Linked DNA regions of Mus musculus: regions 1 and 2 are each linked to region 3. Evidence: chromatin contacts called from public Hi-C and promoter capture Hi-C data. All regions are on one chromosome and are shown on one strand. Each heading gives the region's core, a stretch centred on a gene start, on an enhancer-like site or on the middle of the called end of the contact. The rest is flanking DNA. Distances are from core to core; before and after follow the strand shown.

Evidence for each region. Promoter capture Hi-C pulls out the DNA fragments that hold promoters and counts their contacts. A called contact is a pair of places that touch in the nucleus more often than the background predicts.
Region 1: a Hi-C map of muscle stem cells shows a contact between it and region 3, with 4 times the contacts expected there. The contact joins the enhancer-like site here to the promoter of Bnc2 in region 3. A contact is called at or near these places in 2 of 39 promoter capture datasets (embryonic stem cells and hippocampal neurons), 1 of 15 datasets of contacts at CTCF or cohesin (the NIH/3T3 cell line), 1 of 484 Hi-C or Micro-C datasets (muscle stem cells) and 4 of 115 datasets of contacts at active chromatin or transcription factors (embryonic stem cells and forebrain).
Region 2: a contact with region 3 is called in a promoter capture Hi-C map of the 3T3-L1 cell line, with 11 times the contacts expected there. The contact joins the enhancer-like site here to the promoter of Bnc2 in region 3. A contact is called at or near these places in 11 of 39 promoter capture datasets (the 3T3-L1 cell line, 3T3-L1-derived adipocytes, cranial neural crest and 6 more), 1 of 484 Hi-C or Micro-C datasets (palatal mesenchyme), 1 of 115 datasets of contacts at active chromatin or transcription factors (astrocytes) and 3 of 9 other capture datasets (adipose tissue, embryonic stem cells and macrophages).

Annotation. Positions count from the first base shown.
Region 1 is chr4:83,939,911-83,944,036 of GRCm38.p6, forward strand. No RefSeq gene overlaps it. Among named protein-coding and RNA genes, the nearest start is that of Gm11415, 53 kb to the left of the region's middle. Within about 2 kb of position 1,876, at least 25 of the 459 cell types and tissues checked have an H3K27ac peak or open chromatin away from gene starts, as enhancers often do. A contact at or near this core is called in muscle stem cells, where this site is marked.
Region 2 is chr4:83,988,587-83,993,172 of GRCm38.p6, forward strand. No RefSeq gene overlaps it. Among named protein-coding and RNA genes, the nearest start is that of 6030471H07Rik, 54 kb to the right of the region's middle. Within about 2 kb of position 2,040, at least 44 of the 459 cell types and tissues checked have an H3K27ac peak or open chromatin away from gene starts, as enhancers often do. A contact at or near this core is called in palatal mesenchyme, where this site is marked.
Region 3 is chr4:84,673,447-84,678,059 of GRCm38.p6, forward strand. Bnc2 (basonuclin 2) reads right to left here and starts at 1,957. Exons shown (of 7, transcript NM_001369083.1): 1 at 1,529-1,957. The coding sequence starts at 1,531.

The DNA.
Region 1 (4,126 bases), core at 626-3,125, 730 kb before region 3:
CCATTTAGACCATTGATGCCTAACTGAACTTTCTTTAATGATGGTAATACGCCTGTCTAATCTATTGCTAGCAGCCACAATTGAAAGTAGCACGAGTGATGGAGGAACGGGGACATTTCTTGTTCTACACCAGCACCCCTACTCTTCCTGAGGATCTATATTTGGTTATCAGCAGCACTCTACACTACAGGGATACCCTCTCAGACCTCCCTGGGCATCTGTGCACACGGGCATGGACACACACACACACACACACACACACACACACACAAAACAAGAAAACTAAAAATGAAAATCTAAGTGGCTATTTGGGGCTAGTGACTACTGTATTTGATAAGGTAGTTTTAAAGTAATTGAATAAAGTAACAATGATTATATGATAATAAAGCTGTTAAAACATTCTAAATATTTAAGATCTGGTAATTAACACTGGAGAGATGATTCAGAGTTAAGAGCAGCTAAGAGTCCAGGCTGTTCTTCCAGTGGACCCATGTTCAATTCCCAGTACCTACATAGTGGCTCACAACCATCTGTAACTCCAGTTCCAGGGAAAAATCTGATGCCTTCTTCTGTCTCCTTCGGGCATTATAGACATGTGACACACACACATGCATGCAGATTTTAAAAACATACACATAAAATAAAAAAGTTTTTTTTTAAAAAAAGTACTAAATATTTCAAAGTTTGACATTTTGTCATAATGTGGTGGCAGTGGCTTTAGACTCTATAATAGAGAATGTAAACACAGACTAAGAACTCACTGAGTCATAATGGGGTCCAGTGTTAGGTTTATTCATCCCTGAGCTCAGTTGTATACTGTGAAGAGACAACCTGCCTGCTATTATCCTATGATGGCTCTCACCATTGCACGCCACAGCCTTTTACACTGCAGGCTTTGAATGTGCAAAGGAGTTTAAAGTGGGCAGTATCTATAGAAGTGGGAACAGAGCGTTTTGTGGCCGTTTGATAGTTGAGAAAAATGAGAGCCACAGAGGTTCCGTTCGCACAGCTGTAAAACAAGAAGCAGAAAAAGGAAACCCTCTTTGTCTTGAAGCCCTGGGGGTATATTGTTGAGGAGAGCAATTTCTGAGAGGGTTGTAGGAAGGGAGCTTACTGCCAGAGCTAGAAAGATATAAGATTTGCTGATTTTGGTTAATTCATTTTTTGTTAGGATTTGTTCATTCATTTTTGTCTTCTAGAACCATCTTAGACGAGTCCTCAGAAGGCATTGTGGGACTGTGAGCAGCTGCCCTTGGCCTAGTTGGTTGGTGTCTCTGTTTTCTATGAAAATGTCAGTCAGCATTCTTCTTCATTTTTACACCAGAACTCTTTCTAGGCTCCAGGCCCCATGCGTTCACCCTGTCTTCTCCTGCATGGGGCTCCTGGGCAGACTGGGAGTTATCAGGGTAATTTCACACTTGAAACGCATTGAGCTTTCCCTGGGCCGTGCACTCTATTCCACTGGACATAGCGTTAGGGAGATGGCCATGGAAACTCTCTTGGTGTCGAGCAGAGTTCATGGCCTCCCCGTGAGCTCGTCCTGGGTGGCCCTGCTTCTGTGCTAGGAGAAGCCCAGCAGACTTTCACCCCAGTGAGCCTCTGAATGTTTTCAAACCTAAAGTCTCAATTCTTTCTGGTTCAAGTTCTAGGAAAAGGCTGGAGTCTGTTGTGATTTAAAAAAAAAAAAATTAAAAAAAATTATTTTTGGTCCGCCCATCTGTCAGTGTCGCCAAGAAATATTCACACGAGTCTGCCCATCCTAAAAAGGAGAGTGGCTGTTTTTCTGAGATGGATGTCTCCAGCCTGCTCCCTCCCTTGTTCTGAACCACTTCCTTTCCTCAAATCTCACTTTAAAACCTTCCTGTTTGCTTTAGCCTATGACTGATTCAGACCCCATTCATCTTTCTTTCCTCTCTCCCCATGACCACATCCTTCCACTCTCCCCTCACTGTCCGCGTGAGAGCACTTGCCTGCCTCCTGCCTCCCTCCATCTTTCAGCCCCTGTGCCTGTCCCCTGGCAGTGAAAGCCTGGCACATCCTGGTCTCTCGCAGCTTGGCCGAGGTGCCCTTCTCTTGTCCAGATGTACTTCAAAGCGCGGACCGCTGGTGCTTGGTTCCCCCGGGGATGGCGCCTACTCCTCTAGTTTGTAGTGGAGGAGGAAAGATTCCAGTGGTATTCTTGCCTAAAGAGGCGCTTTGCAAGTTGTATTTCACGAGTTTCAGGTTCAGAAACTTGAGACACAGAACACGGAAAGACCTTGTAATAGACCCGCCAAGATCCCATTTCCCAGCTGTGCTTTCCCGGGGGATCCTGCAGGTAAAGCCCGAAGGAGGGATGGGAATGAAACACAGGTCAGGTTGGAGCGGTTGCTCACCTCCAGAATAGAGTTATAATTGTCTCAACTGAGTCTTTTATTTCCCTGAAGTAATGAGCAAAGTAAATTCCTCAACAAAGTTCTAAGGCTGGGTTGACCCTGGGAAAACAATCCCAGTGTGAGCCCAAGTGTTTGAATTCATTGTGTTCATGGTGTACACACAGTACTTTCTAAAGCTTGGGTTTTCAACTCCATTCTCTGGACAGCGGACAAGCTGTGGGCTTCCGTACAATGTATCACTGCATCATCTTAAGATGGAACTTTCTCCCACGGGTGTGCAGGCAGGCCAGTTCGCTTCTTTCTGGGCAGTGTTTTGCTAAGGAAACATTTATTTATTTATTTATTTATTTATTTATTTATTTATTTATTTATTTCAGAAAAAGGAAAAATTTCCAGAACTAAATAACTTGGATTTTATCTCATGAAATGCATTGTGTGTTTGTGCGCTCACCCCATATGGAAATGAGGACAGCTGTGGGGAATTGGTTCCCTCCTTCTACCAAAAACATGGTGTGCTTGCATGTCAATCTTGTGCAGGGTTGCAAGGATCTTTGTATCATTCCAGTTTTGTCTGTATGTTCCTGAAACTTTCAAGGACAGTAAGAACACACCATTTACATGCCACTGTTTGAGATAACATTCATATTGCTGAGATGAAGCATGCCAGGTCTACACTATATATTTCCATTTTATACACAAAGGATGAAAGGCAAGGCAGCTTTCCTCAAGTCACAGATCTTAAAAGGGTGGGACTAGGGCTCCACGAGTCTTCTCTGGGAACGCCAGCTACAGGCGTCTGCAAGATGAACAGTATCATTCAGTACGCAGGACTTCCATAGGGTGGGTGGAGCAAACACTCTTGCTTTCTAGTTGGACTGTGGATTTTATATTTGACTTTTAGTAGTTGATTCTATTTATTTGTTTGTTTTACCACATCTGAGTCATTTAAAAAGTACAAGCAAGGACTGAGAAATGTCTCAGTGACCGAGAGCACCTGCCATCTAAGATGGAGAGGAGTTCTGAGTGCAGGGACCTGTGTCAATGCTGCATGGGGTAGCACGGTGTACCTAATCCTGGCACTCCTACAGTGGGGAGAGAGGCAGCGGCAGGACAATCCCCTGGAAGTGTGTGGGCAGCTAGCTTGGAGTCCATAGTAGAGCAGGAAACAAGGAGAGAGACCCAGGTTGGAAGGACATCCTAGGTTATTCTGTGATTTCTACATGCGCTATGGCGTGTGGGTACTCTCTCATTCACCTCACCCACACATGAACAAGCACAGAAAGTGGGTAGGGGGGAGCACAGACACAAACACACACAGAGTCACAGAGACACACCCACACATATGCATGCCTATATAAAAATGAAGCTACCCCTGTGTCCATGTTTCCCAAGCTCACCCAAACAGGTGTTAGCACTCAGATGTACGCTTATGGTCAAGTAAACTGAGATTAACTGAAGTGAAATTCTGCTGTGTGTAAAACAAATAACAGAAATGTATTCTTAACAATAGATAGCCCCCCGCCCCCCGCCCCCACTTTCAGGGTCTTTGTTAGTGTTCTTTTGGATGTTAGTGGCTGCTCCTGCCCTGGAATGCCAATGCAGGCCCAGTCAGGGAGGTCTTGGACAGACTGGACAGATCCGGAAGCAGGTAGGGAGAGGGTTATTAGCATGGGAACGGCCAGAGCCATTTTTGAATGGAGATAAAGAAAGGGTTTCCACGAGGCGCCTCTGTGCCACACCAGGGACTGTGA
Region 2 (4,586 bases), core at 790-3,289, 680 kb before region 3:
TCAGCTCCCACCTCCCTGCAGCCCACTCCAAGAGGCCCCTATCAGCTTTGCCTTCCTGATGGCATGGAGTCTTTTGATTCCTCCTCAGCTGCCTCCCCCTCAGTGCTGCTAAGCCAAACATTCTAGTTTCCCTTCAGGTCACTAAAGCCTTCCCCCCTCCCCCCCCCCCCACCCCGCCATGACCGTTTTTTTTTTTTTTTCTTTTTTTCTTTTTTTCTGCATACGCCCAGCACCTCAGTTCCTCCCTCTTTGCCTCTTGCCCTCCAGGCTTCCTCCTGGGCTGTTCCTTTGGCCTGTCTCAGCAGTTCCTGCTCCAATTCTTCAAAAGCTTTCAGCAACACCAACACCTAGTGACTGGACTTCTTTAAGTTGGATGCTACCCGTGTAGATGTTGGAAGGTGAGATCAGGTGAAGACGGACAGGTCCAGGGGGCCTACTATTCACCCATTCATGTGTCCACCATCATCTACTCCTCCATCCTTTCTTCTCTCCTTGTATCTACCCACCCATCCACTCCTCTAGCTGTGGATTCTCATAGCCATTCGCACGTGGCAATCAAAACCAAGCAGAGCTTTGATTTACGGAGCTCAGTAAGAGAGGTGAAACATAAATACTCATTAAAACACAAATCTATGGCAGCAGCAAAGGAGAAACATACTGCACCGTCCCCTGGGATCTGATTGGAGAATGAAATGGAGACCCAACGGCTTTGAGGGAATTCTGCACGAAGATGTCTTAGTAAAGATTGCCCTCATTGCCCCTAACCAATCTTCCAGTGGCTGGCCAATGAAGTGCATTCTGTCAGATCAAGTCAGAGCTGAACGTATTCAGACTCTGGTAATAACAGGTATCAATCCTTCCCTGCACCCAGCCCTTAGAGAGCAGTGGCTTTCAACCTTCCTACTGCAGGAGCCCTTCTAGGTTTCACGAGGAACAATATTCCTCATGTTGTGACCCCCCCAACCATAAGATTATTGTTGTTGCTATTTCATAACTCTAATTTTGCTACTGATATGAATCTTAGTGTAAATATCTGATGTGCAGGATATCGGATATGTGCCCCCCAAGGGGCCATGACCCCAGGCTGAGAACCACTGTTGTAGAAGGTATAAAGAACATTTAGCCCTGCAGGGGAAGGCATGAGGAAGAGTCTCATCCTTAGGACAGTCAGCATCCTACACACTGCCACGAGGTCTCCGAGGGCTTGGGAACACAGTGCTTACTCCCTCCATAGTCTGATGTTCCAACTGTCCCCCTGGCCCAGATAAACCATCCCTTCTTTCCTGGGAGCTCATAAACTCAGGAGACCAGACAGTTGTAGAAACCTAGCACCTCTCCTTTCCCTCTCTCGGGCATCAGTCACAAATCCAAGGCAAGCACTGGCTTTCATGGTTTGATGGCCTCGTAATTGTTATTGGAACTTGCCTTGGATGGATTTACGGTAATGAACTCACCTAACAGCAAAGCTGCCGCCGGGGTCCCTGCAGGCAGGGTCTTGTCTGAGTGAAGATATTAGAAAACCACTCTGTTAAGGAAAAGCAATACCCACTTGTGACTCTGAGTTTAGGACAAATACTGTTTGGGTTTTGCTATTGGCCTCTGACTTGAAATGCTACGTTGGCGTGCTGCTAGCTTACAGGGATTTTGGCCAAGGCTCTATTTATCTTGGCGTCAAATGTATGTATCACAAGCAGCTTGTGTATTTCTGGGCATGTGTGTATGAGCCTGTATATGTTATAAACTCCAAAACTTTTGAACACAAGCTTTCGTGCTCTTTTTACAGATTCTTCTGGCCCAGAGTGCTGGCAACTGGCAGGCAGGGCAGCCATGTGCATTAACGAATTACTTTCAGGCTACTCCGCCCATTACAGCCACTCTTTGGCTTGGTCAACCCTGGCATTCAGTTCTCTGGCCTCCCTGGATTCCTATCCTATTGAGTTATGGGCAAGGGAGGTGGCTCCTGCCCAGGAGAGGGGGCTCTCAGGACAGTGGGTGCTTTCTGTAGCACCTCAATCTATAGGCAAACCGTCAAGAATGCTTAGGAGATGGAGTCTGCTGCCGGAGCAGGGCAGGAAGGCTCGGTGTTTTTGTGGCTTGGCATTAAGCAAACAACTGCTTTTTTGTTCTCTCCCCAAATGATTTGCCCAAACAAAAGGCAGCTGTCGTGAGGAGAAAAATACAATTTTTTCCAGAGTCTGCCCCTTTCAGAGCCCTATCACACAGCACGGTTTCTGACTGTGCGTTTTCACAATGCAGGGTCAGATTTCCTGCCTGGAAGGCAGGAGTTTTCTGCTTTGGGATGTAAAAGCCACCTTTTGTAAAAGCATGAGAGAGTGTCCTCAACAAGATACGTCAGAGCTAAAGGTAAAGTTTCCAGGATAGCACCTGCCCTCTTCCAAATCCTGAAGGATTTCCAACCCTTTGTGCCATGGGCCTAGTAACTGTCCTGTCACTGAGCTTTGGACAGACACTGAGTTCTGAAACAGATAAGTTTGCCTCCCCAAAACTTCCACTTCTTTAGACAGTTTAGAAGTCAGATTTCCTGTGTAACAAAGGATTGTTACTGAATTGAATGTCATCTTTTAGAAAAGACACAGCTTATCAATTTGTATCTTATTAAAATATGGTAAAATATGCTAAACAATAAAATTAAATGATATGGAATTTAATCCTCCTTAGAGGCTTGTCGGGATTAGGCCACATTCTTATCTGAGGTACACACTCGCCACAAGCTGCAGACATGGGTTAAATGTCAGCTTCCGGGTTAAGGCTGACTTGCCACTTGACCTGGGCTGCTCTCACCCAGCCCTGAGAACCTGGGGCTGTCTGTCTGGGTTCACAGGCCTCTCAGTACTTGCTCACATCACTGTTTCCTGTTGGCACGTTGGATTCTGAATACACTCCAGAATTTCAGAAAAGTTGCAATGAGGGAACAGAGAGACTCCTCTGCACCAGAAGTTCCCAACCTCTCAGGCATTTGCCAGCATTTTCCTTTCTAAGTGTTTCCTGACGTAAAACATTGACAAGCCCTGGGTATCTGCTGTGCAGTCCAGGTAGAGTGAACTTCACAGGCCAACTGGGAAGGAATTTCCCATTTTGGTTCCTGGGGTGTGACGGTTCTCCTAGAGAATGCTCTATCTCCTTTACACACACTTTCTAATTCACTACAGCTGCCTGGTTTTCCTCTCCCAACATATATGTTTATAATAACATATATTACTAAATAATAAACATGTATTAACAAATATGCGTATGTGTGTTTATAATATACATACCTATCTATAAAATTATTTTGAACCATTTGAGAAGAAAAATACAATGCTTATTACCCTTTAGTATTTTTTTTAAAAAAACTATTTTCCCTCTCTTTACAATTCTCTTTAGAAAAATATTTAAATTTTTCAAATAGTGCACATCTGTAGGTTTCTAAAGATCAGAAACTTATGTCTCAAACATCTTTGAAGCCCGAGTACCAGGAGACAGCTGAGTCTGTCATACAATATGAGCTGTTATCAAAGAATAAATTTCAAAATAATATTGTATATGTCATGCATTTGTTATGATTAAAGTTTTATTTTCACATAAGATATATGCAGATACATACATATACATATATACAGTGTACTATATACAATAGTGTAAAATAAGTTGTCACTGGCAAGTTAATGAAAAACTTCTGGCTGATTATTTGATCACAAATGATTGTTACTTTCAGTAGATTAAAAAACTTGGGTAGAAACTTTGTAGACTCAAGAGGTTGCTTCAAAAACAGTAAGCAGTAGAAGGGAGACTTGGTGATGTTTGTGTGAACAAGAAATATCTTTGTTCCTGGTGCAGTTGTAGCAGTTTGCCATTCTAGCCTGCGTGACTATGCTGTTTGCTAAGAAACAAAATGAAGAGCTGGGCGGTGGTGGCGCACGCCTTTAATCCCAGCACTCGGGTGGCAGAAGCAAGCAGATTTCTGAGTTTGAGGCCAGCCTGGTCTACAAAGTGAGTTCCAGGACAGCCAGGGCTATACAGAGAAACCCTGTCTCAAAAACAACAACAACAACAAAACAAACAAACAAAACAAAACAAAAAGAAAAGAAAGGAAAGGAAAAAAAAGAGAGAAAGAAACAGAATGATGTTTTTAACCTGAACACTTTTCTGTCTTTAGTATTTGAACACAAATATTTCCTGGCAACCTTGCATTTGACAAGTAAACATTAGAACCTAGTGGGTTTTATTTCTTATTTTCTACGTGCTAAAACCTGTTAACTAATCCCTATTTTCTTGAATTCTTGATTGAAAAAGGACTGCTGTATGCCCGAGACGCTTCACAAGTCACCAGTTAATATGTAAATGTGTGGGACAGATTTGTGTGTGTGTGTGTGTGTGTGTGTGTGTGTGCGTGTGTGTGTGTGTGTGTGTGTGTGTTGCAGAATAAGCAGATATAAATGAAGATTCCTGGAACAGGAATGACCCAAATCAGACTGCTCCAGGGAGTTGAGATCATGTGTATGAATATACTCAGCATAAATATATCCCCATTCAAAAGACATGAGGTGTATATGTTGTTACAGGTTAATTGACTTTGAGACAAACAA
Region 3 (4,613 bases), core at 707-3,206:
AGCGGGAGACAAATGGACTCAGCCACCGCTCAGTGATTAGTATATGGGAATAGATCTGTAGACAAATAGTAATACTAGCCAGGGGAAGAAAAGGCGTGCAACTGGCTTTAATAATGTTCTGTAAAATGCCGTTACAAGAAACTCTCCAGCTCTAAGGAGATATATTTCATACTTTGTTTTGATCCCTCCATTAACACAGGATCCAACAACTACAAATGTTCACGAAGTACATAAAAATTAATAAAACAGGCCACTTTCTGCCACTTTAATCCTGGATACACAGGATTATTTTATGATGTCTTTTGTACATCAGTTTTACAACAGCTTGACTCTAGGGTAAATGGGAAGCATCATAAATCGCACGCTGCTTTCAAAACCTCTTTAATTTCTGTCAGCATTACTGTAACCGCAGTCCTGGGTGCATTTTGTATGTGTGTATGTCTGCATTTGACAGTACCATCTCCTACATTCCAGTTGTGACTTTGATCTCTGAAACAAGAGATGTCACATCAGGGGGAAGGGAAGAGGAAAAAAAAATGTCAACCTGCTATCACCCCGTTTCTTATACATCCCATGTACATAGGGCCCACTTTGTATCAGAGCCCCCAAGTGGGGCTAACAACAGCGACACTGGGTGGTAGGGAACTCCAAGAAAAAAAGAGTGGTCAAGCCCCATTTCTAACAAATGACTTCCCGAAAGCAGACAGTGAGGCTCATCACTGGGTGAACTAATTGCCTGCTTCCTCGCTGCAGAGAAGCCGTCCCTTCCAGGGACTGGGCTGGAGTCCCCCTGCGCTGTGCCATCCCTTTTCCACCACCACTTGGCACTTACAAGTTTTGTTTTGTTTTAATCTTCGCCTCATCCCACGGGAGATTCCGTCTAGTTTTGTCCTGAGCTCCACCACTACTGTATATATATATATATGTTTTTAAATTCTGCCCCCCTTTCAGGTCTCAAATCCCACCGTCCAGTCGGCGTGTAAGCGCAGTGGGCCGGCTGCTTCAGAACCGCACTTCGGGAAAGCACACACGTGTCTGTCTAGCGGGATTTGACTGGCCGCGTCCGCGTCCTCCGCAGCCGCGCGGGCATCGCTGCGGTCCCCACGCGGGCCGCGGGCCGCGCCCCGGCACCCATGCCCAGCCGCCGCTCAGGGCTCTCAACAGGCCGGCAAGTTGGGAAAGTTGCCGCGGGTCCCGGCAGCCCCGTGCATCCCGGGTCCCCGTGTCCCGCGCCCTCCCCGAGGGCTCCCCGGTCCCCAGAGTCCCCGACTGGCCGCCGCTCACCTAAGGCGCGGGGAGCCCTCGCTCCCGTCCGCCTGCCCGCCCGCTCGCCCTCCCGCAGCCGCCTCGAGAACTTGGGGCCAAGTTGGGGGAGTGGGGGGTGGATTTCGGGAGCGCCGCCGGCTGCCCGCCTCCTCACGCCGCGGCGCTAGAGGAGAACGCGGCCCGCCGCGGCCCCGGGGCGTCCCGCCCGGGTCTGTCCCTACCAAGTGCAGACGCAAGCGGAGAGGAGGTGGAAACTTCTTACCATCTCGGCATGCTGGTTGTCAAGTGCAGCCCCCGCCTCTTGGTCTCCTCTTAGCGGCCGCGCCTGGACCAGCCCCTCGGCCGCCTCAGCTCGCCGCTCGGCCTGCTCCCTCCCCCGCCCGGCCGCTCCGGGCCGCGCTCGCCGCCCGCGCCACTCCCCACCCGCCCGCGCGCGCCCTCGCCGCGGCCCCTCGGCGCTCAGGTGACTGATTTACACCCGCGCCCAGGGTCGCGCTCGCTCCCTCGAGCCGGCGCTCCGAGTTGTCCCGCTCCTCCCCGGGCAGAGGGAGAAAAGAAAAAAAGGGAACGGACTGTCCGGGAGGGGGGCTGCTGGCGAGGCGGGGTGCGCGCGGCGGCGCGGGGGGGACCGGTGGCCGCGCCGGCACAAGTTTCTGCTCCCGGCGCAACTGTCCGGACTAGGGTGTTCGCCGCCTGTTTTGTTGTTGTCCTCAAGCTTTTCTAGGGGCTTCGGGGAGGATGTCTAGCCCTCCCCCACCCCCACCTCGCTAGACACACACCCCCTCTTCCGTGGATGGAAAAACAACTTTGGCGCCCCCCGGGGGGTGCGGGCGTGGAAGTGGAGGTGGCGGCCAGCGCCCAGCTGTCAACAAGGGGGAAAAATGCGAGGAGCCGGGAGGGGAGAGGGAAGGCTGCGAGCCGCCGCCGAGCACCGGGCGCGAACTTTATTCCGACTGCGGCGCAGCGCCTCCGCTCCGGGCTTCTCCCACTCTCGGTCTGCTCGGCCCGGCTCTGGTCTGCCTTGGGCGGCGCCGGAGTGAAGGCAGGGGAAGCCCGGGGACCGTGACGCGCCCGGGGACCCGGGGCAGAAAGTTGCGCACAGCTAGGGGCGAAAAGTTTCTGGGAGCGGCGGCTTTGGTGCCGGCCCAGACGGCGGCTTGCGGCCAGGGCTTCCTTCCCCTTCTAGGTCTGGGCCTGGAGCTGCAGCTGGCGGGGGAGAGGAAGGAGACTGCCACCCTAGCGGGCGCCCGCGACGGACACCAGTCACACGTGTGGGGTGACACTCAGACGACCCGAGTTGCCCTGCTTTAAGACACGGGTTGCCGGCGGCAGGCTCGGCACGCAGCCGCCAGCGGTTGAAGGACACTTCTTAAATGGAAGCAAAACACAGTCGGGCTGCAAGATTCGGGGGGGAGGGGGGAGACTTAATCATCCTCATCTTTCTAATGTACACCGTGTGCCAAAACCGTCTCCGCCTCGTGCAGATTTATCATCGCTAGAGCAAACTTTTTGCTTATCTGTCTCGGGAGGAAAGCACAGGTTTCTAGCACACTCTTGAGCTCTAAGAAATCAGAGAATCCTGCGGAAGATTTGGTTGGCTGAAAACAGGTTTGATTACTGTTTCTTCCTGAAAAGAGTAACTCGTCCCTCCTTCCATTCTCTCTTTCCCCAAGCAGAGGGAGAAGCCTCATAATTTCATTCAGAGGTCAGAATTAAATTCCTCCGAAAATATGTAGACTTGGAATTTAGGACACACTCACACACATACACACACCGTCATAAGTTTAATGTATATTCACAATGGTTAAGCTTAATTTTTTTTTCAGGATCCATGGCTGACTAGATCCCAAGTAGCAACAGCTGGCCTGAGAATGTGAGTTAGCTTATCCACGTGGATCCAGCCTTTTTTTTTTTTTCTTTTTTTTTTAAACATTAGGGCCACCAGCACCTGCAGTTCCTTGTACTAGTTGGGTTCAAATTCCTGACTCCTCCTAGGCCCATGCAAAGCAGATTGGTAGTCACTTCAGAATCTGTCGATTCTATGCAGGAAACACTATAGACTTTAGGCACATGTTTATCTCTTAAATTTTCTAATGAGTGACAGTTGCTGTGGGACAAATTACGGGTTAGGTATCTAACCGTTATCCAATATGTTTAAATGCATGTTATCAAAGTAGGCTCATCGTCAAATGATTTGATTAAGGTGTGGAGCATATTCTCTTGTTCTCTAAGCAGAACTATGACGTCATTCTGTAGCAACTGATTACCCGAGAGATAATGGTGACCAAATGTTCATTCTGAGGTCCTAGGAGCCTCACAAGCAGCTTCCAGAAAGAAGCCAAGTTTCAGTGTGTTTCCCTGCATCACGAAAAGATTGGGAAAAGCTAGCAGCTAATTTCAGAGTCATTACCCACACAAACCCATTCATACACTTAACTGCTTTTAAGTGACAGTCCAGCAAGTTGCCAAACAGTTGTATCCACACAGTGTGTTTCTGGCTGCACACCTACATGTGCCACGCTACTTTTTTTTTCTACATCAAGCAACCTGTAATTTACATTCCTCTGATTGGTTCCAGAACTGACTGTTCTTGATGTTAGCATGCAGTCACTCTACCTGAGGTCAGATGTATCTAGCGAAGTCCCCCTGCCTTTCTAAACAGTCATTACAAAGATGGAGTCTGGGCTGGACTGAAGAGCAGCCTTTAAGAAGGTGGCAGAATTGGCAGAAGCCATAGTCTTGTCTCCAGTGACTTTGACAACTGGCTCAAGATCTTACTTAGGTCAGTGGTCCTCAACCTGTGGGTCTTGAACCCTATGGACTACCAGAAAACACAGATATTTACATTACAATTCATAATGGTAGCAAAATTACAAGTATGAAGTAGCAACAAAAATAAATTTGTAGTTGGGGGTCACCACACCACCAGGCACTGTGTTAGAGGGCTGAAGCATTAGGAAGGAGGAGGGCCAGAGCCTTGGGTCCTCTGTGTCCTGCAATATCCTAATGCTTTGCAGCTACCTGACTCAGTGCCCCATCCAGCTGTTCAATCTTCTGTTGGACTCCACTCTCTTTGGCTCTAATTTGCTCATCTGCTTTCTAGGCTTAGACCTTGGTGGCTCTTCTCTTTGCTTAAACTCTTACCCTGTCCAGAGTCCCTTTCTTCCCACTTTCACCTTATCTCCAACTTTACTCCTGAAGAGTCAAAGAAGATAGCTCTTCGTTTACTCTGCAAAATCCTCCTTGCCCCATCCGTTCTACCTCTCCTTTTGTCTTTTGTGTGCTTGTCTTCGTGTAAGCTGTGTTTTGTTTTTGCTTATATGCTTACTACTTTTCAGCTAAAGAAT